Regions from separate parts of the Rattus norvegicus genome. Here region 2 is linked to region 1. A link is a contact called in public Hi-C data. All regions are on one chromosome and are shown on one strand. The core of a region is the stretch at or near the end of the contact, and the rest is flanking DNA. Distances in the headings are between cores, read along the strand shown. Region 1 has its middle 29 kb from the start of Krt80. Region 2 has its middle 23 kb from the start of Krt78.

The links. Hi-C and Micro-C count contacts between places; a contact is called where the count stands out from the background.
Region 2: a Hi-C map of the A7r5 cell line shows a contact between it and region 1, with 4 times the contacts expected there. The contact joins two enhancer-like sites. A contact is called at or near these places in 12 of 12 Hi-C or Micro-C datasets (the A7r5 cell line, the Rat2 cell line, Schwann cells and 7 more) and 1 of 1 datasets of contacts at active chromatin or transcription factors (oligodendrocytes).

What each region holds. Positions count from the first base shown.
Region 1 is chr7:134,331,744-134,338,890 of GRCr8, reverse strand. No RefSeq gene overlaps it. Among named protein-coding and RNA genes, the nearest start is that of Krt80, 29 kb to the left of the region's middle. Within about 2 kb of position 3,975, at least 3 of the 93 cell types and tissues checked have an H3K27ac peak or open chromatin away from gene starts, as enhancers often do. A contact at or near this core is called in the A7r5 cell line, where this site is marked.
Region 2 is chr7:134,979,702-134,986,848 of GRCr8, reverse strand. No RefSeq gene overlaps it. Among named protein-coding and RNA genes, the nearest start is that of Krt78, 23 kb to the right of the region's middle. Within about 2 kb of position 4,213, at least 70 of the 93 cell types and tissues checked have an H3K27ac peak or open chromatin away from gene starts, as enhancers often do. A contact at or near this core is called in the A7r5 cell line, where this site is marked.

The DNA of each region.
Region 1 (7,147 bases), core at 2,726-5,225:
ACACATAAAAGAGGCATGTCCTTAAGATTGGGGATCTCTGCTCCTGCTGGAGGGGACCCATACACAAGCAGAAGCAGAAAGAGGCAAACCAGAGATGACTCGACTGACACCCGCATCACAGTGGAGGCTGCAATGCAGTGCAAAGTCTGTCACAGGGGGTTCCCGGAAGAAGGGAGGCCAAGTCAAAGGAGCACTAGAAGTGACACAGAAGACACAGAGAGTGACCTTGCTGGGCCAAGACTGCCCAGCGACCAGCAGGGCTCCTGAAGGTGAACGAGGAAAACTATGAGCTTCTGTAATGTGTGGGGGTCCCTGAAGTGCTCACCAGGATACAGCCCAAAAGCACAGACTGCAGCCTGGCGTCCCCTGGGAGTCTAGGATGTTGTTGGCGCGTGCCAAATTCTGGAAGACGGAACAAGTGGGTGGTGAGAGCCAGGGGCCGTAGCTGTTGAGAACCGCAGAGAGTGCCATCGTGGAGCGTGTTTGGTGAGGAGAGAGAGGAAGAGGGTCTTGTCTGCCTGGAGCAGACGCCAGGATCCACGCATGTCCCTACCCTGCCTGACCCCATTGTGCCAAGTTCTCTCTATTGTGATTGCTTTGTGGGGTCTCAGGCTTGTGACATTCCTGAGAGTTTTAATGACACTGAAGGTGAAGTCTCTGTATGAGGGGGGAGCTAAAGACGCCCCTACCATCCATCTGGGTTGATGTGGTGGGGCCTTCAGCTATGCTAGGAACCATGCTGACACAGCAGATTGACAGGGAAATCCTGGGGCCTTATGAGTCCCTCGGAGACCTATGGGTGCAGGGAGCAAGGGGAAGATGGGACTGATGGGTAAGCTGTTTATTTTGAACCATTGCCACCATCGCAGTGCCTAGTTACAGGCTATGGCAGGAAAGGGTCCTTCACAAAACCCCTTCCCAAATATCACTCGTCAATACCTAATCTTCTTAGGCTGAAATACCCAGCGTTTCAGGTATGGCGAGTTCAGCATACCAGTTGGCACCTTGAGCTTTCGGTTATCTGAGTTCCGGGGGTGGCGCACCCCTCCCAAGGGGGCTGCGCCCATAGTAACCGAGTTGATCGTATCCCGGCACTGGATGGGAGGGGTTGGGTCGTTCTCCGAGAGCTGAATTACACTTGCATAGTTTGTTGTAAGGCTTTTAAAAACTGAGACTCGAGGGCTGGAGAGATGGTGCAGCGATCCAGAGCGCTCGCCGCTGCTCTTAGCAGAGGAACCAGGTTGGATTCCTACCCAAGTTGGAGCCGCCCACGAGGAGCCGCTCACAACTATCTCTAACTCCAGGTCTAGGGAAACGTGAAACGCTCTTCCTTCTGGCTTCCGTGACGCACAGACGCGCACGCGGTCAAGACGCCCACATGCATAAAATAAAAATAAATCTTCTTCTCTTTTTTTTTTTTTAAGATGACGCATGAGAAAAGAATCCAGTACGGTGCCTGGCACAGAACGGTTGCTTAATAATGCTGCTAACAGCCACCACAAGCCTTAACCGGCTTTCCGAATCCCCAGTGGAGGTGAGATGGGCTTTCTATCAGGCCTCAGGAGCCTGTCCGTCGGAGCGATTAAGCCTACCTGTTCATTCTTGGAGATATAGTTAGAGAAAGCGAGGGTCAGAGAAATGGCCCCTTCTCTCTCAAGCAGTCACCCTTGCTCTCCAGTGGAAAAAGGTTTACCCGCCCAGACAACCAGAGTAGCAGCCACCACTGCCCTCTCCTGGCAGAGGCAAAACCAGCATGTCTCTGGAGCCTCCAGGAAAGGCAGAAAGAAAGCAGCTAGGGATGAGCTTGGAAGAGCTAAATGCCAGCCTCAGAACTACATATACGTGGCTCCAACTTTAGACCTCAGTTCTGAGAGTCTCTTAGGACCGACGCCCCTCTCCTCCCTGCGCTGCTTCCTCCCCAACACCATCCACTGAATGGCTGCCACAACGCCCAGACCTTACAGTGGCTACAGTGGTGACTCACCTGAAACCCTTCCCCTGCCTATCTGTTTCCTAAGGGTCAAGTCTGGAGTAACATCGTCTCCCCATAGACACGCCTGTCCAGGTACCATCCCCCTCTGAGACTCCACTGTCCCCTGTTCATCTCTGGGTTGTGCACCCAGCACGCAGCAGCATAGCCTGCACAGCCTTCTGATCCCTTTCTTGTGCTTTGGTTGGTATCCAGACAAAATAAGGAACCGTGCTAGATCGGATCTGAGGCCCACGCCACCAGAGAGAATTGACATCTGATACTGCGAACTCAGTCAGAAGCCCGTGGCCGAAGAGATCATAGACCCTAGTGGGGGAAACTATTGCTGTTGGCTTGCTAAATAGGCATGATGTGGTCAAGAAGAGCCTTCTGTGTCCATAGAATACTGCTCCTGTCGACTCTAGTGATCAGCAGTGGCTGTATAGATTGATACCTGGTCGAAAACAGAGACAAGAAATGATCATCAGACACTCATCCATAAATGGGACGTCTGTGTCATCCCTTCCAAGACTCAAGAAACATCTTGGAGAAAAGGAAGAGTAGAAACAATGTAAGGGCCTAGGGAAAATGGGGAATTGGGTGAGGGCTGACTTCTTGGCGCGATGTGGCTGCTGTACTCACGAATTCACACCGGCTGTGACTGCCTGCACAGAGTCAGCATAGGTTTGGGCCCCTGGAGATCCTGTCATAAACCTGGATGTGGCAGCACACGCCCTCGATTTCAGCACTAGGGAGGCAGAGGCAGTCTTTGTGTTGAGGCCAACCTGGTCTAGATAGAAAGTTCTAGGCCAACCGAGGCTACACAGTAAGACCCTGTCTCAGAAAAGGGGGAGGGGATCTGAAAGTGGAAGGGAGCTACCTGAGAAGAAAATTATTATGATCAAAATCAATGCACGTGTGAAAACGTAATGAAACCCATTGTTGGGTATGATTAATATGTGCTGGTAAAAATATTTTAAAGGAGAACCACACTTGGGATTTCCCACAGAGGGCTGATGGGGAGTTCACTAAGACACAGAGGTGAAGGGGGACTGCCTGTCACTTCCTAGGATTAGAAAGCACAGAAAGTCACCCCAGAACTGAAGGAGGCAGGATTGAGCAGGGAAAACCGTGGTGCTACTTGGACTTGAGGTCATGGGACTAGAGAGAGCACAATCTCCTCCCTCCATCTGGGGCAGCTGAATATCGAAGGCTGGATGGCATTCTGACGAGGTGTCTGACTCTGGACCTGCAGGGGGAGGGGTGGAGAGAATGTGAGAAATGTCTCCAGGTCCCCTGCCAGAGCCTCCACTTAGACATAAAAGATCGCCCTCCTCTGCTGGCTTGCTTCCATTTTTTTAAGCTTTCAGGGTGTCTGCTATGATATCTCAATCTGGTGGCCGTCACAATAGCCACTCAATTTTGGTCCAAAGGAAAGCAAACAGAGCCAGGGTATGGACACCCCAATCTCTCTCTCTCTCTCTCTCTCTCTCTCTCTCTCTCACACACACACACACACACACACACACACACATATTCACATACATGCACACACATCTGTCTGTTTCCCTCTGTCTCTCTCTGTCTCTGTCTGTCTCTCTCTACCTTGCTCTCTGTCTCTCTGTCTCTCTCTGTCTCTCTCTGTCTCTCTCTCTCTCACACACACACACACACACACATGCATACACACATCTGTTTCCCTCTGCCTCTGTCTTTCTGTCTCTGTCTCTCTCTGTCTTTCTGTCTCTGTCTCTGTCTTTCTGTCTCTGTCTTTCTCTCTGTCTCTGTCTCTCTCTCACACACACACACATCTGTGTCCCTCTATATCTGTCTCTCAGTCTCTGTCTCTCTCTCACACACACACACATCTATGTCCCTCTATATCTGTCTCTCTGTCTCTCTGTCTCTCTGTCTCTCACACACACACACACACAGTCCTACCCTCCTTTCCCCTGCCTGCCTGTGAGGCTGTATCTACAATCTGCAAGCTCCGAGCGCCCCCTGCTGCTCATCACCCCATCTGCACCAGCACAGTGAGCAAGAGTGCATTCCTGCTGTCTAGGGACTAGGACAACACCCTTCTGCCCTTGTTCTGTGAGCCACAGAGGAGGATTAGCACCATTTGGGGTCCCCCTCTCCCTTCTCTCCTCCCAGTACCAAGGGGGATTGTCTGGCAGAGATCTGTGCTGAGAGAGCCCACAGGTGCCCTGACCCTGGACCCCCTGCAGCATCACAGAGAATCGTCTGAGGTTCTGAGGCTGAATCCTGAGAGAGAGAGAGGGGTAAAGGGTACAGGTTTGGAGCTCCATAATGGAGTCTCTTATGGATTTCTGTCCCTGGTTGGAGGCTGAGAATTCCCTTTCTTCTACACATCTGCCCTTTCTGGCCCAACCCCATTCCCACCAAGCTGTGGACTCCCAAAAGCTCCTGTGCCATCTACAAGGCCACCACACACCCATGTGGTGCCAGTCTGGTAGCCCGACATGAAACATTAACATATTCCACTTGTGTCCCAAGCCAAGGAGAGAAGACACGTGGGCTGACAGGAGGTCAGCATTTTTTTTTTCGGAGCTGGGGATCGAACCCAGGGCCTTGCGCTTGCTAGGCAAGCGCTTTACCACTGAGCCAAATCCCCAACCCCGGGAGGTCAGCATTTTGAGAGAACCACATGGCACTGTACATACATATCACACACTTGCACTAGTGAACACAGGTATGCATTGCACACGTGTTCTTACACGTGTATACACACGCATATGCAAGCACACACATATGGGTTCTATGAATGATGTAAGCATACATGTTTTAGTGGAGGCATCCTACAGACACAGATTGCCAGCAAAGCACCCATCTCTGCAAATGTGTGCACATGTCCTGACCAGGACTACTCACATGCACACACCCCAAAAGTGCTGAGATGATTCCATGGTGAGATGGAGCTCAGTTTGAAGCCTGGTTTTGCCCTTGCCCTTGGGGTTGTACAACTTTCAGAGCCTCAGTTTCCCCTCCTGTGAGAATGGGTACTAAGGGTACCTGCATCCAGGGAGATAGGGTCTAAAGGGGATAATGTGTGTGTGGCTCACCAGGTATGGAGCAAGTGTTTGGTGGCTGACAGAACACATCCCAGGCCTCTGTGGGACCAGATTGGAAAGGGACATGGTGCCTATCTATGATGTGAAACACTGTGGCCTCAGCCCAGGCACACATGTGACCAGGAGCACGCACACACTTGGGGGCACTTGTGTGTTTGTACTGTTTATTGAGGCTGCTTAGCTACCGCTGTGCTCAGAGCCCATGAAGCCCAACCCTCCCAGACCTGTTGGGACATGGCCTGGCTGGATTCCGGCATTCCTGCTGCTTCCACTTCCTCTTGGTTACAGACATGGGGTGCAAACTAGACAGCTTAGGGATCACTTAACCTCTAGGCCACTAAGGCTTTGCTTTGATACTTTGAGGCTCTGGCCTGAGACGTGGAGAGCCTAGGGTTCTCCTGGGGGCTCTATAGCCTGCTCCCCCACTCCCTGTTTGCATAAGCTGCATGTGCTAAGACCATGGCTCTGGCAAGGCAAAGCTCTGGAGTCTGACCCCACCATGTCCTCCCCACACCCTATGGCCTATGTCAGAGGAAAAGGACCATGGTTCATGTACTAACTCAAAGCCTCAGAGCCATCAAGCCAGCCATAAGGTCTATGAGGCTTCAAGGCCACCCCTGGAGGCTTTAGATCTCAGCCACAACTCTCCCAACACACAGGCCCCAAATAACTTATCCGAGACTCTCTCCTTAGGATCTGACAGGCAGTGCCAGGAAATGGTGCACCTAGCAGATTTCGTGCCCAGCACCCCTTCATCTGTCCACTGAAGTAAACAGACCACAAGATAGCCAGTACCATCCTTGTTGGGCCATCTCCCTCTATAAATGGACACCTTAACTTTGGGGCACAGACCTCCCTCACAAGGTGACATCCCAGAACCATGAGTGTATCCTGTCTGCTCATCTGAAGGCCAGGCAGAGAAAGGGCCTGGCTCTACACTACACAGCCCACTGGCCAGCAGGAGGACCTCTGACCAACCCCCACTAGCAGACAAGGGTAGACCTCTCCCTCTGAGTTTTCTCAGGTACACTGCCCAGCTGATGGTGAGATGGGAGAGAGACAGGGAAAGGGACCATGTACCCTAAACCCATGAAACTCCCTCTGCTACGAGGAGTGGCTGTAGGGAGCCTTCCCCAGGGCCAGCCTGAAATAACAGAGCCCCTTCTAGAGCTTCCTATCAGGCTGGTGGATCAGGAAGAGAGTTGTCACAGCCAGGTAACGATGGCCCTGAAAACATTACACCTGCCTACCAGTGTGAGACAGAGATAGGAAAGAGTACTGACCCAGGATCTTGTTCAGGCCCCTAACCCGAGGAACTCCAGCCTCAGTTTACCCCAGCTGTCAAGTTGTGCTGAGACTGCTCTTTAGTTTGAGCCTCTACCTCCAAAAGCCTGGTGTGTGCCTGCGTATAGCCACTCTGGCTAGGCCCTGCAGGGCCAAAGCAAAGAAAGCAAGGGCTGGGTGAGCATTCCTTGGCCATCTAGCCTGCCCCCAGCTTCCTTTTAGAGCCACCAGATAGGAGAGGTCAGGCCAGCTCAGACCAAGGTTTCTGTTTCAATACAGTCCCGGTTCCGTACCCCCCCCCAATCCTCCCCCCTCCCCAGCCTAAGAACCACAGCCCACGGAAGGAAGGAAGGAGGATTAAGACACTAAGAAAGGACCCTTTGTAAGGCGCTTAGCAGAGACCTAAACACAGACAAGCTTTTTCTCCTGATTAGCACAACCGCAGCTAGGACCTTCTCCTAACAGGAGAAAACTGAGGCCGGGCATGTGAGAAACCTCTGAAGTAGTTAAGCTAGGTGTGGCTCATGCCGCCTGGATTCCTTCCCATAGAGAAGCCACCAACTCAAGCAGTGAGCTCGCGACCCTGACAGAGCCCCAGGTACCCCCGTGGAGGCAGGGCAGAGGGCGGATCCCGGGGCGGGGCTGGCAGCTTCTATTCCTGCAGACACCTGGTATCCGCCTGCAGCCCGCGTGCCCGGGCAGGGAGGCTGCTCAGGGCGGCCCAGACTGGACAAGATGGGACTGGACGCGACGCGGGCGGTGCCGCCACATCTGAGCATAGCATTCCAGGGCACCGCGCCCT
Region 2 (7,147 bases), core at 2,964-5,463, 650 kb before region 1:
CGTGCACACATGCACATGTGCCCATGGAGGCCAGAATAGGGCTGTTGGATCTCCTGGAACTAGTGATTGAGAGCTGCTTGATGTCTGCACTGGGAACTGAACTCTGGTCCTCTGGAAGAGCAACAACTGAGCCATATCTCCAGCCCCATTTCTTGAATCTTGAACCCAGCCCTTTCTGATTCCTCTTCTATCATTCTGTTATTGTGTGTGTGTGCGTGTGTGTGTGTGTGAGGGTGTGTATGTATGAGTGTGTATATATATGTACATGTGAGTGTGTATATATGTATGTGTGAATATATATGTGTGACTGTGTATATGTGTTATGTATATATGTGTGTATATGTGTGCATATGCATGTGTATATAATGTATATATGTGTATTGAGACTGTGTATGTTTGTATATGGTGTGTATATGTGTGTGAGCATGTGTATATGTGTATGCAAGTGAGTGTGTGTATATATGTATGTATGTGAGTGTGTGTATATATGTATGTATGAGTGTGTGTTTATGTGTGTGGGAGTATGTATGTGTGTATGTAAGTGTATATGTGTGAGTGTGTATATGATATCTGTGTCTGAGAGGGAAGAGAGAGAGAGAGAGAGAGAGAGAGAGAGAGAGAGAGAGGGAGGTCGGTCGGTCTCGGGGGTTAATTTTACCCATTAAGTCATCTTCCCAAGAACACTTTTTTTTGTTATTCTTAGGATTTCTTCATGGCCAACTTCTTGGGCAGCAGGTCTCAGCAGACCTGTTACAGTGCCTTGGTTCTCATGACTCTATGCTTCTCCTTTTCCTGGTCCAGCGGCTGCTGGTCTGGGACAGGACATTGCTTCTGGAGGGATGTCTCCTAGGCTTAGCATAGCTTTGAGTGTTTGTTTTCTGTTACCAGGGAGCTTCTTGAGACTGGGGTGGGGGAATCAGCATTAGTGGAGAGGGGTCAATCAGAAGAAAAGGAAGGCCTCAGGGATAGGGGAGTTCTGAGCTGAGTGGCTCCTTCCTGTGGGGCTAGTCAGCATGGCTTCTCCTTCAGGCCCCCAACCCTGCTGTCAAGGACTGTTTCCCCTCCCACCACTGGCCTGCTGACAAGGGCCAGCCCATCTGGCCCAGGCCAGATGCTGAGGTGGCAGGCAGAGGAGGGGGTGGGACTGGCGACAAGCTGGAGCTTGGGCAGCCTGCCCAGTGCTGAGCTGGCAGCTGGTCCTGAGAGCAGGTGGGGCCCCACCCAAGCAGGCCGGGGCAGGTAGGGCAGGCCTGTCTCCAGCAGGGAGGGAAGAGAGGTGATGGGGCAAGTCTGGGCTCTGCTTTGGCAAGATGGAAGAAAGGTTGTGGGGGCAGCAGTGTGTCCTGTAGGGATCCCTTGTGTGTGGGGATGAAAGGCTTCACGTCTGCAGTCTATGCCCACTCATCTTTGTGACTGTCCATGCACTTGGTTCACATGTGTGTCTGTAGTCTTCCTGTGCTGTACCCAGGCACCAATGGGTCTAGGCAAGGCATAGTGGGTATTATGTGAAGGTCTGGAATGGATGCTGGTCTGTGGAAGGCCAAGTACCCAAAGGACTGTCCTGTGTGCCTTTCCCCCCCCAAAGACATATGTGGCTTTTGTATGTAGTGTTCAGTGAAGACACCCATGGGAGCCAGTGCTCAGATGGTTTTTCTAAAGGCATGTGTGTGTGCACGTGTTACACATATGTATGTTTGTATTCGAGTGTGCATGCATGTGTATACATGTATGTGTGTGTGTAAGAGTATATGTGTGTGAGTGTGCACGTGTGTATGTGTGTGCATGCAGACCTGTGTGCCACTCCAGAGGCAAGAGCTGGCTGTGGTCTCTCATGTGAGTTATCTGGAGAACAGAGTATAAGATTTTAGGCTGAAGCTTGAATGGATCTAGCCAGACACAGGACCAGTTTATTCCTGTGATTTCCAACTGCGATAGTCTGTCACCCTTCTGCTGGCTCTGTGTGTGTGTGTGTGTGTGTGTGTGTGTGTGTATGTAGTCAGAGGTCAGCGGCAGGTATTTTTCTCAACTGTCCACCTAGTTACTTTTTGCTTTACCTTTGTATGCAGTGTGTGTGTCTGTGAGGTGTGTATGTGTTGGTGTGTGTGTGATGGGTGTGTGTGAGGTGAGTATGTGTTGGTGTGTGTGTGATGGGTGTGTGTGAGGTGTGTATGTGTTGGTGTGTGTGTATGTGTGTGTGTGAGGTATACATGTGTTGGTGTGTGAAGTGTGTGTGTATGTATGTGTATGTGTGGTGTGTATGTGTTGGTGTGTGTGTATGTGTGTGTGAGGTGTGTGTATGTGAGGTGTGTGTGCATGTGAGGTGTATATGTGTGGTGTGTATGTGTGGTGTGTATGTGTTGGTATGTGTATGTGTGTGTGAGGTGTGTATGTGTTGGTGTGTGTGTATGTGTGTGTGGTGTGTATGTGTGTATGTTGGTGTGTGTTTGTGTGTGTGAGGTATGTGTGGTGTGTATGTGTGTGTGTGTTGGTCTGTGTGTGTGAGGTGTGTGTGTATGTGTGTGTGTATGAGGTGTGTGTGTGTCTGCACTCACATGCATGTGTAGTCAGAAGTTGACAACACGAATCATCCTTGATTTCTCTCCACTTTGTTGACCAAGGCGGGGTCTCTTGCTGAGCATGGAGCTTCAGTCAGGCCAGCCAGGCCCTTTGCCTCACGGATCCCCGATCTCCGCTTCCCACAGCCTGGAGGGATCCTTCCTGGGGACTGATGGAGCTGGGCTTAACATAGTCCACCAAGACTGTCCTCTTTTCTTTTTTAATGTAGGTTCTGAGGATCTAAACTCTGGACCTTAAACCTTGCAGGGGGCATTTTACTGGCTTTCCACCTCTTTTTTTTTTTTTTTTTTTTGAGGCTTCTCAGTGAACATGGTCTTGCTAATCATGCTAGGTGGGCTGTCAGGGGGCTCCAGGGAGCTGTTTGTCTCCACTTCCCCTACATACTCTTGCTACAGCCAGTTTTTATTTGTGCTCTGGGGATCTGAACTCAGGTTCTTTGCTCGGCAAGCGCTTTTCCCACCGACCTCCCCCTTCTGCTTGGTCCCTGCCTCCCATCAGGGTTTCCCTTTGTATCTTAGTCCAGAACCTAACAGCTCTTAAAACCTTTGTGTGTCATGTGGAACATGCATGTGCATATGTACTTCCACACGGCCTCTAGACACTGATGTGTGTGTGTGTGTGTGTGTGTGTGTGTGTGTGTGTGTGTGTGTGTGTATAGGCTGAGCTGAGTTGATATGTCCTCCCTAGCTGGAGATTGGGCACATCCTGTCATCTCCTCCAAAGACCGCATAAGCTGGAGGGGGCTTCTTTCTGTCCCCTACTCCATTCCCTCCATCCTCCCTGGGCATGGAAAACCAGGGTAAGGCTGAGAGTGGTGTCCCCAAGCTTGCTGTAGTGTGATGGGCTGGCTTCAGATGACCACTAGCTAGGAACCTGTGCAGCCAAGGCAGTGAAGGAGTTGTGCTATAGAGCTTTGTGGTCCTGGGTTAAAACTAGACTTCTCCTTCTCTTGTTTCGTGTGGCCTGGGACGGCCACCTTCTCCAGCTGAGTTTGTGAAGTGGGCCTGGTTCTCATTCCAGTGGGAAGATAGGATGTTTGAAATGTACCACGGGGTTTGGTGCCGAGTACCCAGGGCAGTTGTGAGTCCTTTTCCTTCTTAAGTGATCCCCTGTTGTTGTGCTTTGAGATTACATCAAGATGTTTTGGAGTCTTGCAGGACTGGCTGGCCATGAGACTGGAACGGACACCTTGACTCTAGGTTATGGTATACAATCTGGCGTGACCTACAAGCGCCCTGGCAACCCGGAGGGAGGTAGAGTCAAAGCAGAATTCCTCAGAGAATTCCTCCGAAGTAGGCAGAAAGTCGGTGTTATGGTAGAGAGTGCAAAGTGAATCTGAAAACTGAGGCCATGGAGCGGCCACAAAGGAACCATCTGTAGACTCCAGAAAGCCAGCCCGGGCCTGCAAACCTCAAGGGGGCAGACCGAATACCTACGGTACAAGCCCACCCATTTCAAAGTAACTGAAGCCCCTTTCCCCACTCCCCAGAGCCACTGAAACCCTTTACCCCTCTCAAGGGTAGGTTAAACTCTCCCCTTCCCCCAGAGGTTCGGACTCGCCACCCCCACCACCCTTGGGCGGCTCCCTGCTGACTCAGGCTGGCTCGGCTTAGCGGGCGGGCCGGAGTGGGAATATGCCGGGCATAGGGCCAGAGCGGGGTGCGGCGGCGGGTGAGTCATCCGGATCGGCGCAGTGGCGCCGCCCGGCCCCGGCGGCCGTGGGAGCGCTCGGGCACAGCCAATGGGTGACTGCCACCCGGCCCGCTCCGCCACGCCCCTCCGCGGCATGCGGTCTCTGGTTCCCAGCTCCTGAGCCCCTCGACAGACCCCCGACCCTGGGGACCTGCAGATCTTGCAGGACTCTGCCTTCCTGGGGCGGCTGCAGGGAGCAGCGTGGGGCTAGGGAGTTGAGCGGAGAGCTGCTTCTGTAGTCCTTTCTGCTACAAACCCCGCTGGTGAGGGCTACTCCAAGTCTCCAGGAGGCCCTGCACCACATGGGGGCTCTGGGTTCTTAGGTGTCCACAACATCACTGATTAGTGCAACCTCACGTCCCCAGGAGGCCCTGTCCCACTTGGGGGCTCTGAGTCCTTACTGTGCTCGAGACACCCTCTGGTTAAGGCCTGCTTCCCCAGGAGATCCTGACCTGAATGGGGGGGGGGGTGTCAGAGTCCTCACAGCACCCCTCTGGATCCTTTCCGGGTAGTGACATTGGGGTACTCATTACCTTCTCAAAGGGGACAGACTCCCTTGTTTCCCAGACTGTGCTGGTTGAACCCTGGCATAGTCTCCTTGGCTAAAGTTTTCTGTCCCCAGACAGCCACACCACCGACTACTTTCTGCTTCAGAAAATAGACACTGTACCAAGAAGTTTATGTTCCTAGAACTCTAGTGACCCCAGATGTTGGCCAGCCTTCTCTGGCCTACACTGATACACACACACAGGCTCATCAGCACAGAGTCCCAGGCAAGTGCAGACGGCAGGCCCCTATTGTCATATGCTCTATACAAGTACAGGAGGCCCATAACACAGGGAGAGACAGAAGACCTTTCTCTTTTTCCTGTAGATTCCTATGAAGGTAAAGAAAGTGTCTGGTAATTGGCAAATCTTCAAGAAATGTTAGGTATGACTCTCTCTCACACAGATACAGCCCCACAAACACAAACACCCCCCCCCACTGAGAACCTCAGACACGCACACACGCTCAGATACACATCGTTACAGACACATCTGCACAGATCTGCAGACACAACTAACCCCCCACCCCCACCCCCAAACCAGGAAAGCAGCAACCCCCACAGCAATCATAAAATCAAGTTTTACTGCCCAGGGTGTGATGGGAACCAGCAGCCAGCTGGGCGGGGGCAGGAGGCCTCAGCGTCTGGGCGGTGCCTGATCTGCCCCAGCTCCCACTCAGCCCCAGGGTCAGGACGCCTTCAGTTTTTTTTCTGACACGCCCTCCTCTGTCCCCAGAGCAAGTCACCCCATCCTTTCTCCACTGTTGCCTAAAAGCACTCCACACCCTCTTGCGACAACTGAGCCCTAGGCTATCTCCCCCCTTCCACCCTTCCCCCTGTGTGTACCTGCTAGCAGGGCTTGACAGCTTTCTGGGTAGGTTTGGGGTCTGCAGAAGTATTCTTTCCCTGACAGTCCTCTGGGCTGAGGGTTCAGCTCTGAGGACTTGGCTGCTTAGCCCTCTTCAGCTGGAAGGGAACAGAAAGGACTTCAGTCCCTGCACAGTTCCCAGGTAGCCTCTCTCCATTTTGCCTTGTAGTCCCTGCCTGTGGGGCTGCAGAAACTTGAGAGTCAGAGAGAGCTAGGAGGAAGCCCCGAGTCTGGGCCTGGATTAGCGCCTCTCTCCTGATGAACTTAGGCCACATTGGCCTAGTCTTCCATTTAGTATTTCCCCATTGCTCTCATACCCACCCCCGCCCTGCAATGGGCACCAGAGTCTGGCAGAATGGCCCCCACCTCACTGCTGGCCCCTACCTCACAGCCTGGCCTTGTGAGGAAGAGACTCACGGGTGTGTGTGTGTGTGTGTGTGTATGTGTGTGTGTGTGTGTGTCACACAGAGACTCTTTGGGAATCGGCTGGGATTAAGAGCAGGGCTCTGGTCCTTGTGATTAGTAAAGTCCTGAACGCTAGCATGTGTCTGTTCCTTCCCAGTCCCCGGCCATTTTCCCGTGAACAGATCTGTGTCCCCTGTGGTCTGACTTTGCTCGGGTCTGGCACGGGAGATGAGATCCAGAAGGACTCTGGCCTTGACTTCTGCACCTACTAAGAAATGAATGTCAGATACAGTGATAATATCAAGTGTCAGGGGACACAGGTCCTAAGAGGTTTGCTAAGAGTCACCTAGAAAAGGGTTCTGAGGGAGAGGGGACAGAGCAAAGGAATGCCTAGTCTGCATGGCCAGGGGCCTTGAAGAAGGGGACAGTAATCATTCTGCCCCCTTTATGGAGCACTCTGTGGCTTCTAGCCCTATGGGCTGGTTCTGAAGGTTGACCACAAAAGGGGCCAGGTGAACTTTTGATTAGAAAGCTGAATAAAGGTGAAAGGGCCAGGTGGAGTGCAGACGCCATTCTCACGCCTGGTCCTTGATGTTTTATCTATAGAGCAACCTCCAGGGCTGGCTGGACACTGGTCAGGGTCTGGACTCCCAGAGGTTCTGGGACTTGGAGAACATTCGACTTTGCTCTTTTGCTTCTCAGCCAAGCTCTGCCAGCCTGTGGACCCCTGTCCTGTCCTACCAAAGGGCCCCTGGGGAGCTAAGAAGGCCCCCTCCAGTATTTGGACCCTAAGCAAGCCCCCTTCTTTTTTGCCTTTAGATTTTCTGTCCCCCCCACTTTGCCCCAAAGGCTTGGATGAGCCAGAAGGGTGGGGCTCCCCTGTTGGCAAGACTCAATTTTGCTGGCTGGGAGATTTTCAGAGTGCTAATTAAAAGGAACCACCCAGAGAGAATGACTTCACTTGTTCACACACACACCCTTCTGCCCTGCCCTCTCCAGTGGCCCCATTCACACACGGGAGCTCACTGAGGTGGAGGAGCCCACGGCAAAGGCAAGATCCT